Regions from separate parts of the Mus musculus genome. Here all the other regions are linked to region 1. A link is a contact called in public ChIA-PET and promoter capture Hi-C data. All regions are on one chromosome and are shown on one strand. Each heading gives the region's core, a stretch centred on a gene start, on an enhancer-like site or on the middle of the called end of the contact. The rest is flanking DNA. Distances are from core to core; before and after follow the strand shown. Region 1 overlaps Sag (S-antigen, retina and pineal gland (arrestin)). Region 2 overlaps Gigyf2 (GRB10 interacting GYF protein 2). Region 3 holds the start of Ugt1a7c (UDP glucuronosyltransferase 1 family, polypeptide A7C). Region 4 overlaps Gigyf2 (GRB10 interacting GYF protein 2).

Evidence for each region. Promoter capture Hi-C pulls out the DNA fragments that hold promoters and counts their contacts. ChIA-PET counts read pairs in DNA pulled down with a chosen protein or histone mark.
Region 2: an RNA polymerase II ChIA-PET map of memory CD8 T cells shows a contact between it and region 1, with 36 read pairs. The contact joins two enhancer-like sites. A contact is called at or near these places in 2 of 115 datasets of contacts at active chromatin or transcription factors (embryonic stem cells and memory CD8 T cells) and 1 of 9 other capture datasets (liver).
Region 3: a contact with region 1 is called in a promoter capture Hi-C map of erythroid cells, with 4 times the contacts expected there. The contact joins the promoter of Ugt1a7c here to the enhancer-like site in region 1. A contact is called at or near these places in 6 of 39 promoter capture datasets (the C10 cell line, embryonic stem cells, erythroid cells and 3 more) and 4 of 9 other capture datasets (adipose tissue, liver, macrophages and 1 more).
Region 4: a contact with region 1 is called in an RNA polymerase II ChIA-PET map of memory CD8 T cells, with 27 read pairs. The contact joins two enhancer-like sites. A contact is called at or near these places in 3 of 115 datasets of contacts at active chromatin or transcription factors (large pre-B cells, memory CD8 T cells and microglia) and 1 of 9 other capture datasets (adipose tissue).

What each region holds. Positions count from the first base shown.
Region 1 is chr1:87,826,635-87,829,713 of GRCm38.p6, forward strand. Sag (S-antigen, retina and pineal gland (arrestin)) reads left to right here. Exons shown (of 16, transcript NM_009118.2): 10 at 1,763-1,835. Among named protein-coding and RNA genes, the nearest start is that of Sag, 24 kb to the left of the region's middle. Within about 2 kb of position 1,802, at least 155 of the 459 cell types and tissues checked have an H3K27ac peak or open chromatin away from gene starts, as enhancers often do. A contact at or near this core is called in adipose tissue, erythroid cells, hematopoietic stem and progenitor cells and 2 more, where this site is marked.
Region 2 is chr1:87,376,693-87,379,894 of GRCm38.p6, forward strand. Gigyf2 (GRB10 interacting GYF protein 2) reads left to right here. Exons shown (of 29, transcript NM_146112.4): 7 at 2,280-2,391. Among named protein-coding and RNA genes, the nearest start is that of Kcnj13, 16 kb to the right of the region's middle. Within about 2 kb of position 1,494, at least 15 of the 459 cell types and tissues checked have an H3K27ac peak or open chromatin away from gene starts, as enhancers often do. A contact at or near this core is called in memory CD8 T cells, where this site is marked.
Region 3 is chr1:88,093,202-88,096,336 of GRCm38.p6, forward strand. Ugt1a7c (UDP glucuronosyltransferase 1 family, polypeptide A7C) reads left to right here and starts at 1,800. Exons shown (of 5, transcript NM_201642.4): 1 at 1,800-2,777. The coding sequence starts at 1,920. All of the region lies in intron 1 of Ugt1a10 (UDP glycosyltransferase 1 family, polypeptide A10), which reads left to right. All of the region lies in intron 1 of Ugt1a9 (UDP glucuronosyltransferase 1 family, polypeptide A9), which reads left to right. The region is part of intron 1 of Ugt1a8 (UDP glucuronosyltransferase 1 family, polypeptide A8); the gene reads left to right.
Region 4 is chr1:87,416,398-87,419,699 of GRCm38.p6, forward strand. Gigyf2 (GRB10 interacting GYF protein 2) reads left to right here. Exons shown (of 29, transcript NM_146112.4): 15 at 421-587; 16 at 2,691-2,782. Among named protein-coding and RNA genes, the nearest start is that of Kcnj13, 23 kb to the left of the region's middle. Within about 2 kb of position 1,679, at least 7 of the 459 cell types and tissues checked have an H3K27ac peak or open chromatin away from gene starts, as enhancers often do. A contact at or near this core is called in memory CD8 T cells, where this site is marked.

The DNA of each region.
Region 1 (3,079 bases), core at 552-3,051:
GCCATTTGAGGTCCTTGGCTATTATGATCAAACAGGAAGGCCCTTATCAGAGGCCAACACCACTTGGGAGTTCCAGCTTCCAGAGCCAGGGGCTAATTAAACCTCTGTGTATTATTCAGCTATAGCAGTGTCAGACATACGTTCCACTTTCCCTGCACGTCCACTGAAGATGAAAGTCAGGAATTGTGTGCATGTATATTAGAGAATCTATGGTTTTTTTTCCTTTTTGTGATTATGAATATTAATCCAGCCTTGTTTTATGTTGGTTTAATTCTCTATGGGCCTGAGTTATTCAGCATATTGTATGCAGTGCCAATGGCTTCCTTGATTGGTGTAGTAGAGTCTATCTGCCCCTTCAGGCTGCTATGGCAAAAACACCATAAACTAGGTGGCTCACACACACTGAGATGTGGGCCTCAAACGTGTGCTCCTCCTACTGCTGCCTCCCTAGTAGTGAGTTGCAGGTGTGTGCCGCTATGGCCAGCTGACAGCACACAGGAAAGTTCAGGATCAGGGCATTGGCAGATTCATCTGACAAGCAGCTCATCCAACAAGCTCCTGGAACCTCCTTGTTAAGGCCACGGAATCCACTCATGAGTGTGCTGTCCCCACAACTCCATCACTTCCCAGAAAGCCCTTCTCTTCACAGTGAATGCTCACTTGGGCTACTGGGATGAGCTGGCAAAAATGCCAGCTTCCCAGCCTGGTGCCATGACTTTGATCTCTGGAACTCATGTAGGGGAAGGAGAGAATGACTTTCCCACAAGTTGTCCTCTGACCTCCCAACAAGTCCTTGACATGTTCGTGGCCTCCTCCAGTGATGCAAATTTTAAAAATAATGTCACCCTGGGGTTGTAATTTCAATTTTGAAAGAACAGAAGCAAACTTTCAGAAACAGCTGCAAAATTGATCATGTATCATTGCATACTTGTATTTGAAATTACTTCTCGGGGCTGGAGAGATGGCTCAGTGGTTAAGAGCACTGGCTACTCTTCTAGAGATCCTGAGTTCAAATACCAGCAACCACATGGTGACTCATAACCATTTCTAATGAGACCAGATGCCCTCTTCTGGTATTTCTGAAGACAGCTACAGTGTACTTATTTATAGTAATAAATAAATCTTTGGGCTGGAATGAGTGGGGCCAGAGTGAGCAGAGGTCCTGAATTCAATTCCCAGCAACCACATGATGGCTCACAACCATCTGTACAACTACAGTGTACTCATATACATAAAATAAATAAATAAAATTTAAAAACAATTTACTTCTCAGCAAAGTGTGTTGGTGCATACTTGTAACCTAGCACTTGGGAGCCTGAGGCAGAGTTGTGAGTTCTAGGCCAGCTTGGGTTACACAGGAAAGCCTTTTTCAAAATAAAAAAAAAATATTTCTCAAAATATATTGGAAAATAATACCAATGACCTTGAAACGGTGAAATTTTCTGAAACAAAACATTAGTAGTTTTCTATAAGTTGGGTACTGTGATGGGAACTTGAAATTGTTTCTCTTAATCCTCAAGCTTGATTTTAAGAGATTATGGGTTTGGAGGAGAGAAGGGTGCTTCCTGGAGCCGAATCTCAGAGCCCGGTGTTTTGGTAACGCAGAGTGAGTCACTGGTATACAGAAATGGCCTGCAACCAGACCTTGAAAAATTGCAGCTTGAAGCCGAGGGCTGAGAAAGCCAGAGTCAAATGGTCCTGTGTGTCTCCTTGAAGGCACGAGGGGCTGCCCTGACCACCCCCTCCTGTCTTCCCTTTGCAGTGGAACAGATAGCCAATGTGGTTCTCTACTCAAGTGACTATTACGTCAAGCCTGTAGCCTCGGAGGAAACACAGTAAGTAGCAGGTGTCTTTCCACTTCCTGGGCGGCAGCCCGCTTTGTCAGCTTCCTCTTCTGAAGAGGGAACTTTGCCTTTTCTGAAAAGAAAGCCTTTGCTTTCTTCCCCCTTTCTCCCATCAAGAGCTATGAAGCAAGGCAGGCTAGGCTATGTGTTTATTTTGCCTCTGGGTCCATCTCTTAGGCTGGGAGAACAGTCTTTATAAACAAGGGACCGGAGGAGAGAAATCTAGAGAGTAAGGTCACTATGGGAACAAGAAGGGCTCTGTGTATCCTTGGAATGTGTTGACAGGAATGAGATGCTCGTCCTGCCCCCAGAAGATGACTAAATGAGCTATTAGCCCAGGCTAGGGCTATGATATGTATGTGTGTGTATATATATATATCTATATCTATCTATATATATATATGCGTATATCTATATATGCATATATCTATATATACATATATATATATATATATATATATACACACACACACACACACACACACGTGTGTGTGTGTGTGTCTGCATGCATGTTTCATTCTCTCTGTCTGTCTGTCTGTCTCCCCCCCAGCTTGACTGTCATGGAAGGGGGCCCTCGGGCTAGAATGATAGCCTTTACTGTAGCAGAATTTGCAGGAAGATTACACCAGATGTGTGTGTGTGTGTGTGTGTGTGTGTGTGTGTGTGTGTGTGTGTGTGTGTATCTCTATACCATTTCCTGTTTCTCATTCAAAACTCTGTGTGCTTTTTGGACCAAATGATCCTCGGGAGAATGGACACCATTCTAGGATTTCCCGGGGGTCGGGGGTGGGCAGAGCAGTCTAGAAATGGGGCCATATCATGTTAGCTTTTTCATTGTTTAGGCACAGGCACGTATCTGAGAAAACAAACTGTCACAGAAATATCTGTTTCCATTCACAGTTTCTATTGATCACAGCAGGGTGGGCGTGGCAGAGCAGAACAGCTCAGGAAACAAGGAATGCAGGCATTAGCAGGATACCCCTGCTCCCCCTTTGATGACAGCCAGGTTTCTAGCCTCTGCAATGGTGGCTCTTGTATCCAGGGCAGCCTTCCCTCTGGGCTAATCTTCTCTGGAAATGTTCTCACAGACACATCCTGAGTTGTTTTCTCTCATCTCCAAGGCCCTTCTCAAAACCATCCCATTACGACTAAATCACATTGGTCTCAATGTAGAAGCCACTCAGAAGGCTGCAAGAGCCCAGCACTGTTCCAGACACATCCAGCAACCAGGGCTC
Region 2 (3,202 bases), core at 244-2,743, 450 kb before region 1:
ACAAAATTAATCTTGAAAAAGGAGAGGATTTGTTCCTTATCCTAAAGTCACTGTTGTGGAGGAATATTTTCGCGTTAGAGTAGTTACTATTAAATTATTTTAGGATTTTAAATAAAATGTATACATATTCTGAATGTAGGGCAGAGGGAGAAAGCTACTTAAACTGTAAGTTGACTTTAGGTTGACTTAAAAGTAATGAACCTGGAAGATAACTTTGTGATTGTTAGAGTTAAACTGTAGTTTTCACTTTTATTTTATAGACAAAGTGGATACTAGTCTAGTCAAGAGAATATCCTAATATATATTATATAATTTTTTTCAGTATTTTGTAAGAGTCATGGAAGTATTCCTGTAATCTGAGTCAGTTCCTGATAGGTTATGATGAAGTGCATGGGTACTTGAATTCACTTGCTTCATTGGATGTTTCATTCAGAATATATTATTTTCGGGTTAGAGGTGTATTTTTTGTGGTAGAGCTTTTGCCTAGCATTTGCATTGTGCTCTGTTTGGTACCTAGCACCATACACAAAATAAAGCTTTATCATTTTCTTCTGATCATTTTGATCTATGGGAGAAGTTAAGTTTGGGATAGCTGCTAAGGTATTTTTTGTTATAAATGCACCCCAAACTCCCATGCCTCCTCTAGTTTCTTCATTTGTGTCAGTACTGTTCACATGTTCATTGAGTAAACTACAGAATGTCCAAAGCTGAAAGTGCGTGCTACATACATATCTGCATGTGTCTCAGTCACTCTTAGCTGTGCAGCAGTATGGACAACATCACAATATCACCCCCCCCCCCCACTTGAGTATGCTTTTGTCATTCAGTAGCACAGGTCTGAGTTAACATTAGTGCCTTAGTTATGTGGATTTGTATTGTTCTGGGATGTTTCATCAGAATTTATTTAGCCAACTATTATTAGGTTGTTTCTAGTGTTTTGAAATTCAAGTGTTCGTTTTCATACAAATATGTGTCATGCCTTATTTAACAAGACGCGAGCCTCATTAGGTTATTTTATTTTCATTGATATATGAACATTATAATTTACACAGGCTTATATGGTTTAGGTTATTTACTTGGTTTGGCCTCCAGATACAGTTAAAAGACAATGATTACAAGATATATGCTGTTGCTTGTGGTATAAATGGGATATTGTTTTATAGTAAATTTAAAATAAGTACACTTGAAAATATAATATATCCTCAAATAAATAACTTTTCATTGTCACAATCACATACTGTGTACTACATGCTGGCAAATATGCCATGTTTTTAAGTGACTGGCAGTTCAGTAGATTTCTTTAGACCAGCACCATCACAAATAAGTCTCTAGTTACTTCAGAGTTTTCAACTCCATTATAATGTGGTTGAACAGTGAGTGGTTATAGTAAGTCTTATCACTGGTTGAAACTGTATGCATTGCATGATGGTTTACATACTTGTGAGTGCCTCCCTCTCCTTCCCTTTTGTTCTTTTTTTCTTCTTTCCCTTTCGGTCCTTTTCATCTTTCTTAGGCTTTTTGAGTCATTCTTGATGTAACACAAGCTGGCTTTGAGCTGTCAGTTCTCTGTTTCAGCCCCAAATGCTGAGATTATAGGCATGTTCCACCCCACTTGACTCTGTAAAAATGTTTCTACTGGGATAGATTCTGAGCAGAGTCACAGGTTGATAGTTAACCAGATGGCCTTCATTAGAAGCCTGCTAACATTTGATTTGCAAAGCTTTTAAGTCCCTATACTCCAACTACTCTGCGGAATGACTTTAGTGTTGCTAATTTTCCTTACCTCAGTGAAGGATTCTTTTTATCCTGTAAGAATATAGTTCGCAGTCCTACAGTTGTTCAGTTCACTTCTGCTATCTTTTTTCTGGAATTGGATAAAGGAATTTTATCGTGATTGACACTTCCTACTAGAGTTTCTCTCTAGAAGTTCCCCATAGTAAGATTTCCCCAGTAGTTATTGAAAACAATCCATGAAAACATTCAATTTATAATGGTGTACTAGCCTTGGTAGACGCCACTGTGGACCTCGTCACTGATGAGTTTCCTGTTGGTGCTGTGTATTGTTCAGGACTGGGATTCCTTCACGAGTGGTTGGTTTATTTTTTTCATACCCCAGTTCAGTTCTATCAGAGCCATTATGTCTTGCTAAATACTTAAATGTGGCCGTCTTGAAGTGTACAGAGAGATAGAACTTCATAGAGATTAACCTTCAGTGTTGAACATACTTGTTGGATGTTGGTTTCTAACTATTTCCCCTCCCCCTGTTTTCTTATTTTCAGGCAGAGGTAGAGGTGAATGTGGTTTCTACCAAAGAAGTTTTGATGAAGTAGAGGGTGTGTTTGGGCGAGGAGGTGGCAGGGAAATGCATAGATCACAGAGCTGGGAAGAAAGGTAACTAAAGTGTTGAGATTGTAATGTAATTAAGCATTTGCTGGTCTATAAAACTCACCCTAGTGGTATTCTATAGGACTTGCCTGTGTGCCAGTTATTTGACAGGCTGAGGAAGGAGATTCTGGAGTACTGGCTATCCTGCACAATTTAGCAAACTTCTGAACTCAAAATAAAAATGGAAAAAAATGGCTAGGATTCTAACCCATTGGTAGCTCTCTAGGGAGGTTCAGCCCTCAGTACTCCAAACAAAACAAAGCACACCGCGTTCCTTTCATGAGTGGTACAGGGTTGCGTGTTCCTGTGATCCTAACACTTGGGAGGCCAAGACAGAAGAATCATGAGTTCCAGACCAAAATGGGCTGCATGGTGTGACCTAGAGAATCACAGAAGTTGGGTGGGAGTGTTGTCTCCTCTCTAGCCCCTGGCCTTCCCTCAAGAAAGAACATTTTGAAAACACAGAACTTATCCCTTTTCTGCTTTTCCTGAAATTTCTGTACAATAAAACATAATATATAATTCTTACAGTTAAGGATGAGCCTTGATCTCAAAATAAGGGTAGAAGGGTTAAGGTTGTAACAGTGGTGGCTGTCTTGCTCAGCACCCTGAGGTTTAGTACTCAGAACCACAAATGTGGGAAAATATTGCCAAGGTAGTATATATAACATGGTCTGTAATGTTTCCAGGTAAAATAATAATATTCTAGTCATTGGGAGCTAAGGTTTGGTAGGTGGCCAGGTGGAATTTTTGTTCTCATCATTGCTTTCCTATATTTTCTAAATACTAACTGGCAGATCTGCTGCTAAAGGGACTG
Region 3 (3,135 bases), core at 550-3,049, 270 kb after region 1:
ATATCGTCATAATCACTGAAAATAATTCATGGGGCTGGAGATGTGATTCAGTAGTTGAGAATAACACTCACTTCTCAGAAGAACCCAGATTTAATTCCCAGCAACCACCTCGAAACTTGTAAAGTAACTCCAGGCCCACAGATTTCTTCTGGTCTCTATGGACACTGCATGCATGCGGTGCACATACATATGTGGAGGCAAAACACACACACACACACACATAAATAAATAATACCTAAAAATCTACAAAATACTCTGTGATATACCCAACTTTGAAAATTTTAAATAAATGTTATTAATTTAAAATCCATGTAAATATGCCAAGGGTGACTGGTGGTGCATGCTTTTCATCCCGGCACTCATGAGGCTGAGTGTGCTGGATATCTGAGTTCAACATCAGCCTGGTCTACAGAGGGAGTTCCACGGTAGCCAGGGCTATACAGAGAAACCCTGTCCCAAACAAGCAAAGCAAAGCAAAACAAAACAAAACAAAACAAAACAAACAAACAAACAACAAATAAAAAACCCCAAAACCAAAATTCAAAACAAAAACCAAAACCTTGCAGATAAATCAAAACATCACATAGTGAAGTTAACCAGACCCAGTGTCTATGCAGCTCAAGGGTCTTCTGTCTACTTAGAGCAACTCTTCTGAACCATGCTGTGCTGAGAGTCAAAGGCTTTGTTGTAGGTGAGTATTTGTCTCACATTCTTGTGTATTTGGTGAATGAGAGATTTCCAACCAATTGATGGGAAAGGGAGACAGTGGTATTTCTGAATATTAGCAACTCCAGTGTCAGGACTTTCAAATTCAAGTGTTGTTCTCCTGTCCTGGCAAAATCAGGCAGGAGATGGGGGTGGTTACAAAATGCAAGCAGAACCCACAAGATGTCGTGCCCAGCACCAGGAAGAGTACACTAAACAGAAGTAAAAATAGCTTCAGAGAGGATGTGGAGGCCAGGCAGTAATGGAGGCCTGGAGGGAAATTAAAATGCTACCGCCCCGTGTAGAGGTGTCTAATAGTTTCTTAGCAGTGAGCACCAGAACTTCCTCCTGAGCTAGCAGCCTTAATCCCAGTTGAAGGACTTGAGATCAATTCCTGAGAGGACCCAGCATGTGGTGCTGATGGCAGCACTGTTCAAAGTAGCCACAAGGTGGAAGCAACCCTGCAGATGCTGCAGTGCCATGGGAGACAGAGCCATTGCTCTGTGGAGAAGGTCCCTGGGCTACTGAGGGGCATCACCGGAGAGCTCTCTCTGCTTCTTCATAGAGAATGTCTGCCTATGGCTTCCAGTGACTCAGAGGGGATTTTGTAAGGAGGTTGATGTCACCTTCCTTCCCGTCCCTGGATTGGTCTGTGAAGATGGTTGTCAGCCTAGCGTCAGCAAGGCACATGAAAGTGTTTGAAAATGGAACAAGAATCCCACTGTGTGCACAGAGACAGCAGCCCTGCTCTCTGGCAGAGTTGATTCTCTGTCTCTTGGGAGGACAGGCTCTAGAACTTCCCCTTTTGCCTTGGAAGCAGAGGCAGAATATCTCTTTGAAACAGAGTCAGTCAGGTCACCTAAAAATGTGTTCAGATTTTGCTTTGAGATCAATCCTAGAAATGTAAGCTGCTTTGAAACTTGCTTCCTTTTGTATAAGCATTTGGACTCCTTAGGGTTTAGTGTATTTCCTCATAACTATTTCTAAGCTCACATTGTGTGATTCTACCCCCCAAAAAGGGTCAGAAGGTCTTCTCCTCAGGAAACAAGCATGTTCCTTAATCATGCTTGCTCATTTTTTACTGTTCTCCTCAGTAAATCATTCTCCTAAACGGCTGTGAGCACACACCCTCCTGCGTAGATTTCTCTCTGGCTCACACTTCCTCTTCAGTGCTGAGTCTCAGCAGCTGGATTGCCTTAGGCTGCACTTCTGCCATGGCTCCTGCAGACTTTCCAGCCTCCCTTCCTCTCTGTGTGTGCCTGCTGCTGGCCTCTGGCTTGGCCCAGGCAGGCAGGCTGCTGGTGGTGCCCATGGATGGGAGCCACTGGTTTACGATGCAGACGGTTGTGGAGAAACTCCTTCACAAAGGCCATGAGGTCGTAGTGGTTGTTCCGGAGGTGAGTTGGCAGCTGACGAAACCATTGAATTTTGTAGTGAAAACATATGCAGTTTCTCATACGCAGGAGGATTTAAACCGGGAGTTCAAGATTTTTATTGATGCACAATGGAAAAGTCAGCAGGAGGGAGGAATACTTCCTCTGCTTGATTCTCCAGCCAAAGGTTTCTTCGAATTACTGTTTTCACACTGTAGGAGTTTGTTTAACGACAAGAAGTTAGTGGAATACTTGAAGCAGACTTCTTTTGATGCTGTGTTTCTGGATCCTTTCGATGTGTGCGGCTTAACTGTAGCCAAGTACTTTTCTCTCCCATCCGTGGTCTTCAGCAGAGGAATATTTTGTCATTATCTTGAAGATGCTGCCCAGTGCCCCAGTCCTCCTTCTTATATCCCCAGAATGCTCTTAAAATTCACAGACACCATGACTTTCAAGGAAAGAACTCGGAACCTTTTGGCCTACATGGGGGAGCGTGCATTTTGTCATAAGTTTTTCAAAAGTGCTGCAGATATTGCCTCTGAAGTTCTCCAGACCCCAGTGACTATGACAGACCTCTTCAGCCCAGTGTCCATTTGGTTGTTACGCACAGACTTTGTCTTGGAGTTCCCCAGACCTGTGATGCCCAATGTGATCTACATTGGTGGAATCAACTGCCACCAGGGAAAGCCACTTTCCAAGGTACACCATCTTCCCTTTAGCACATGATGAGGTAGACTTTGGATGATGAAGTTATTCCTTGCTGGACTGTGGTTTGGCATGTATGTTCTTCTTTTTCAGTTCTTTTGATGGATTACTTTTAACCATTCACACTTAACTGTGCGTTTGTACAGCTGATAAATCTTGCTTATGGATGTGTGTACCGTTGACATTCTTATTTATTTATTTATTTATTTATTTTTTTATTTTTTTTGGTTTTTAGAGACAGGGTTTCTCTGTATAGCCCTGGCTGTCCTGGAGCTCACTTTGTAGACCAGGCTGGCCTCCAACTCAGAAATTCGCCTGCCTCTGTGCTTTTATCCCGTGTGCTGGGATTAAA
Region 4 (3,302 bases), core at 429-2,928, 410 kb before region 1:
CAGAACATAACAAATGTAGCCCTGAGAATTTAGTGATCATATCCAGCACATGCTATCAGCTCGTCAGTGTATTTTACGCTCCTGATGTGAGTTGTTGCAGAGGGCGAGACGGTTATTCTGCGTATAGTCATTAAAGCATTGGTGACAAATTTGAGACGCGTCAGGCTGGAGCTTGCTCGGGGGTGAGACTCAGCAGCAGGGTACTTGCTGAAAATGAGTAATGTCCTGGCTTAAACTCCCAGCTTGGGGACACAACATTGTGCATTTCAAAATTTAATTCCCTTTGTATCTAATTTTAAAAAATCTTATTTGTTACTTTTTGAGGTAAGCTGGTATTCTATAAAATTTTGAATGAACATGAGACTCAGGGAATATACTTATTTTTGAGCCTGACAGCATTCTCACTCCCCTTGTGTTTAGGTCCCTTTAACAATCAGGAGATGGCCGAGTGGTTTCAGGCGGGCTATTTTACTATGTCTTTGCTGGTGAAGAGAGCATGTGATGAAAGCTTCCAGCCCCTTGGTGATATCATGAAAATGTGGGGAAGGGTTCCTTTCTCTCCAGGCCCAGCTCCCCCTCCTCATATGGTGAGTATCTTCCCACTTGCCTGAGATTCACAGTAGACACAGGAGTACTTGTTTCTCTTTGAATGACAACCAGGGTTGCAGTGAAGGAAGAAAGAATGGTAGTTTCTCTTTCTTTTTCTTTGATACAGGGTTTTGGCCTGGAACTTGCTCTGCAGACCAGGTTGACCTCAAACTTGTGGTGGTTCTCTTGCTCCTACCTAAGTTGCTGGGATCATAGGCATGAACTACCATACCCAACCTGGTAGTTTCATAGAAGTAAATTGAAATGATAATGGGCATTTTTGAATGGGAGAATTGTATACTGAACACTAATGACCTTTTCAGAACTTACTGTGCATTCATCTATATATACTGTATAAAATCTGTCGGTGGTTTTCTAACCAATAAAGAATGAGACCAATATCTTATCCTGACCTAACCTGTAGGTCCTTTATGGTCTGACTCTCTCCCTTTCATAGCTCATGTCAAAGCTTTTATCTTCTGTGTTTCAAAATGGCTGGCCTCTGAAAAGTTCTTATTACTTTTACTTAGAATGTACACTTTTCCTCTCACCTCTATCTCCTTCTTATTTTCTGGCTCATAAAATTTCTTGAACTTGAGGCTTATCCAAATATAAGTGCCACTTACTGTGTTAGGATATTTTGAAGGCCTAATCCTTTGGCTGGGAAAATTTTCTCTTGAGGCTGGCCTTTCTCAGTTGAGTTGCTAGTAGAGGTTGCTATGTGTGTGTCTGTCTATGTTTTTATTAAATTGAAGCAAGTAGTGGTTGTCCATTGATAAAAGTGATACTATTTAATTTACCATGAATACTGGATTTCTGCAGTAACCTGATGTTGACTTACACAGCTATACTGAGGCTACCAGTGTTATTTTCACGGTAATTGTTTGATAGGTGGCAGTGAATGTGCTGTATCCTCTGTTATTAAAGGATGAGACTCACTGGCTTGCTGGCCATCATACTTTCTCTTCCATGATTCATACATTATTTTTGAGAATTGTTTCTTTTCAATCACAAGAACAATTATAGTGAATCATTACTTGAATTTACCTGACAAGTTTGAGCCTTATTTCCTGTCTTAAAGTTGAAATGTGACTTTGATGTGTCAGGAGCTAAAAGCTGCTCGCTTGGTTTTTGGCATGTTCTCACCCCTTGTTTTCTCCAGTCACAGTCTGCATCTCTTTAGTTGAAGCTGTACCTAAGCCTCGGTCTGTACCCTTCAAGGGGAAACTTTTGGGAAGCTCAGGTTGCTTGTTACCTGCTACCTCCTTCCTCAAAGCACTGATAAGAGAGCTGACTTTCACAAGCAGAACTCTTAAAACCCAGCTACTCGTGTGAAGTGTTGACTAGACCTTACTCCTGATATCTCTGAATTTAGGATTCTTCCTGCCCTAACCCATTGTATGTCAGATGCTTTATTCCAAGCTATAATCAGTAAGCCAGAAAAATACAAGTTCATATATGGTTTGCCTAGGGGTTAGTCTGTTATCTTAGGTTTTTATTTTTATTACTATAAACCTTATATTTTCTTTGCCTCTATTTTAACTTTACAAAACTAAAATTTCAGCCATCTTCTTTGAATTATTTTGAAATACAATGAAAATACTATTAGCCTGTGTTTCCACCTTCCAGTGTATAACTAGCGTTAGAAATCCCTAATTTGAGGGAGGAGTTCTCATCCTATCAGCTGTTAGGTCACTTTACTCTTTTTCATGTTGTCCTGTTTCTGTGATTTTTATGTGATCTTTAAAACAAGCCACCAAGATTTAGAGTGCTGGGTAATTTCTCAATTACAGTAACAGATTGGTAGATCACAGTTCAGCTTTCAGTTTGAAGTAGTGGATGACAGTGCTGAGTAAGGACTGCTTGTGACTTATGTTGGTAATGCCACCTCATACCACTAGGTGGCATTGCTTGGTTTTTTAAGGTAATGGGGTTTTTAGTTAAGGGTTTGAAGGGCACAAGTTTGGAGTAGGAAGCAAAGGTCTTGCGTGTGGTGTGCTATGTGTGTGCGTGTGCATGTGTGTAGGTGTGTATACTCGATGCTATGTATGCTCATTGCTGTCTATCTCATGGTGCTTCTTCTTGTACCTCTTTTCCCTCAGGGAGAATTGGACCAGGAACGCCTGACCAGACAGCAGGAACTCACTGCCTTATACCAGATGCAGCACCTCCAGTACCAGCAGTTCTTAATCCAGTAAGAGAGTGATGCAGTAGGATGCACTGCAGCATCAAAAGAACCTGACATAGAATCTGCTTCAAGTCTCACCTGTTAGAGTGAGAACTCAAGGCTTCTGTGATTCTTGAGTAGCCTACTAGTGACGTGTGTGCCACTGTCCATCTCATTGTAGCTTGCCTTTTAATTCTAGATTCCAGAGAATGGCATCTAATTAGGTTTTCAGGGTCTTTAGTTGCTGAAGAAAGAGCCAGACAATCATTTTATTGACTAAGTACTTTTTGAGGGGCACAGAGAAAAAACAGAGGAGAAGGTAGGAAGAAGTTAAAGAGTTTGTTGTTAGGAATGGTGTAGAACAACGACCAGCTCACTAAGGTTGTTATCTTACGTGTGTGTGTGTGTGTGTGTGTGTGTGTGTTGAGATATTTAACCGTATAGCCCCGACTGCCGTAAAATTCATGTTCTGCAGCCTTAGTCTCCTGAGCACTAGGCTCATGAAAAAGAAGTATTATTTGTGCAGGTAGATGGATTGACACTGTCA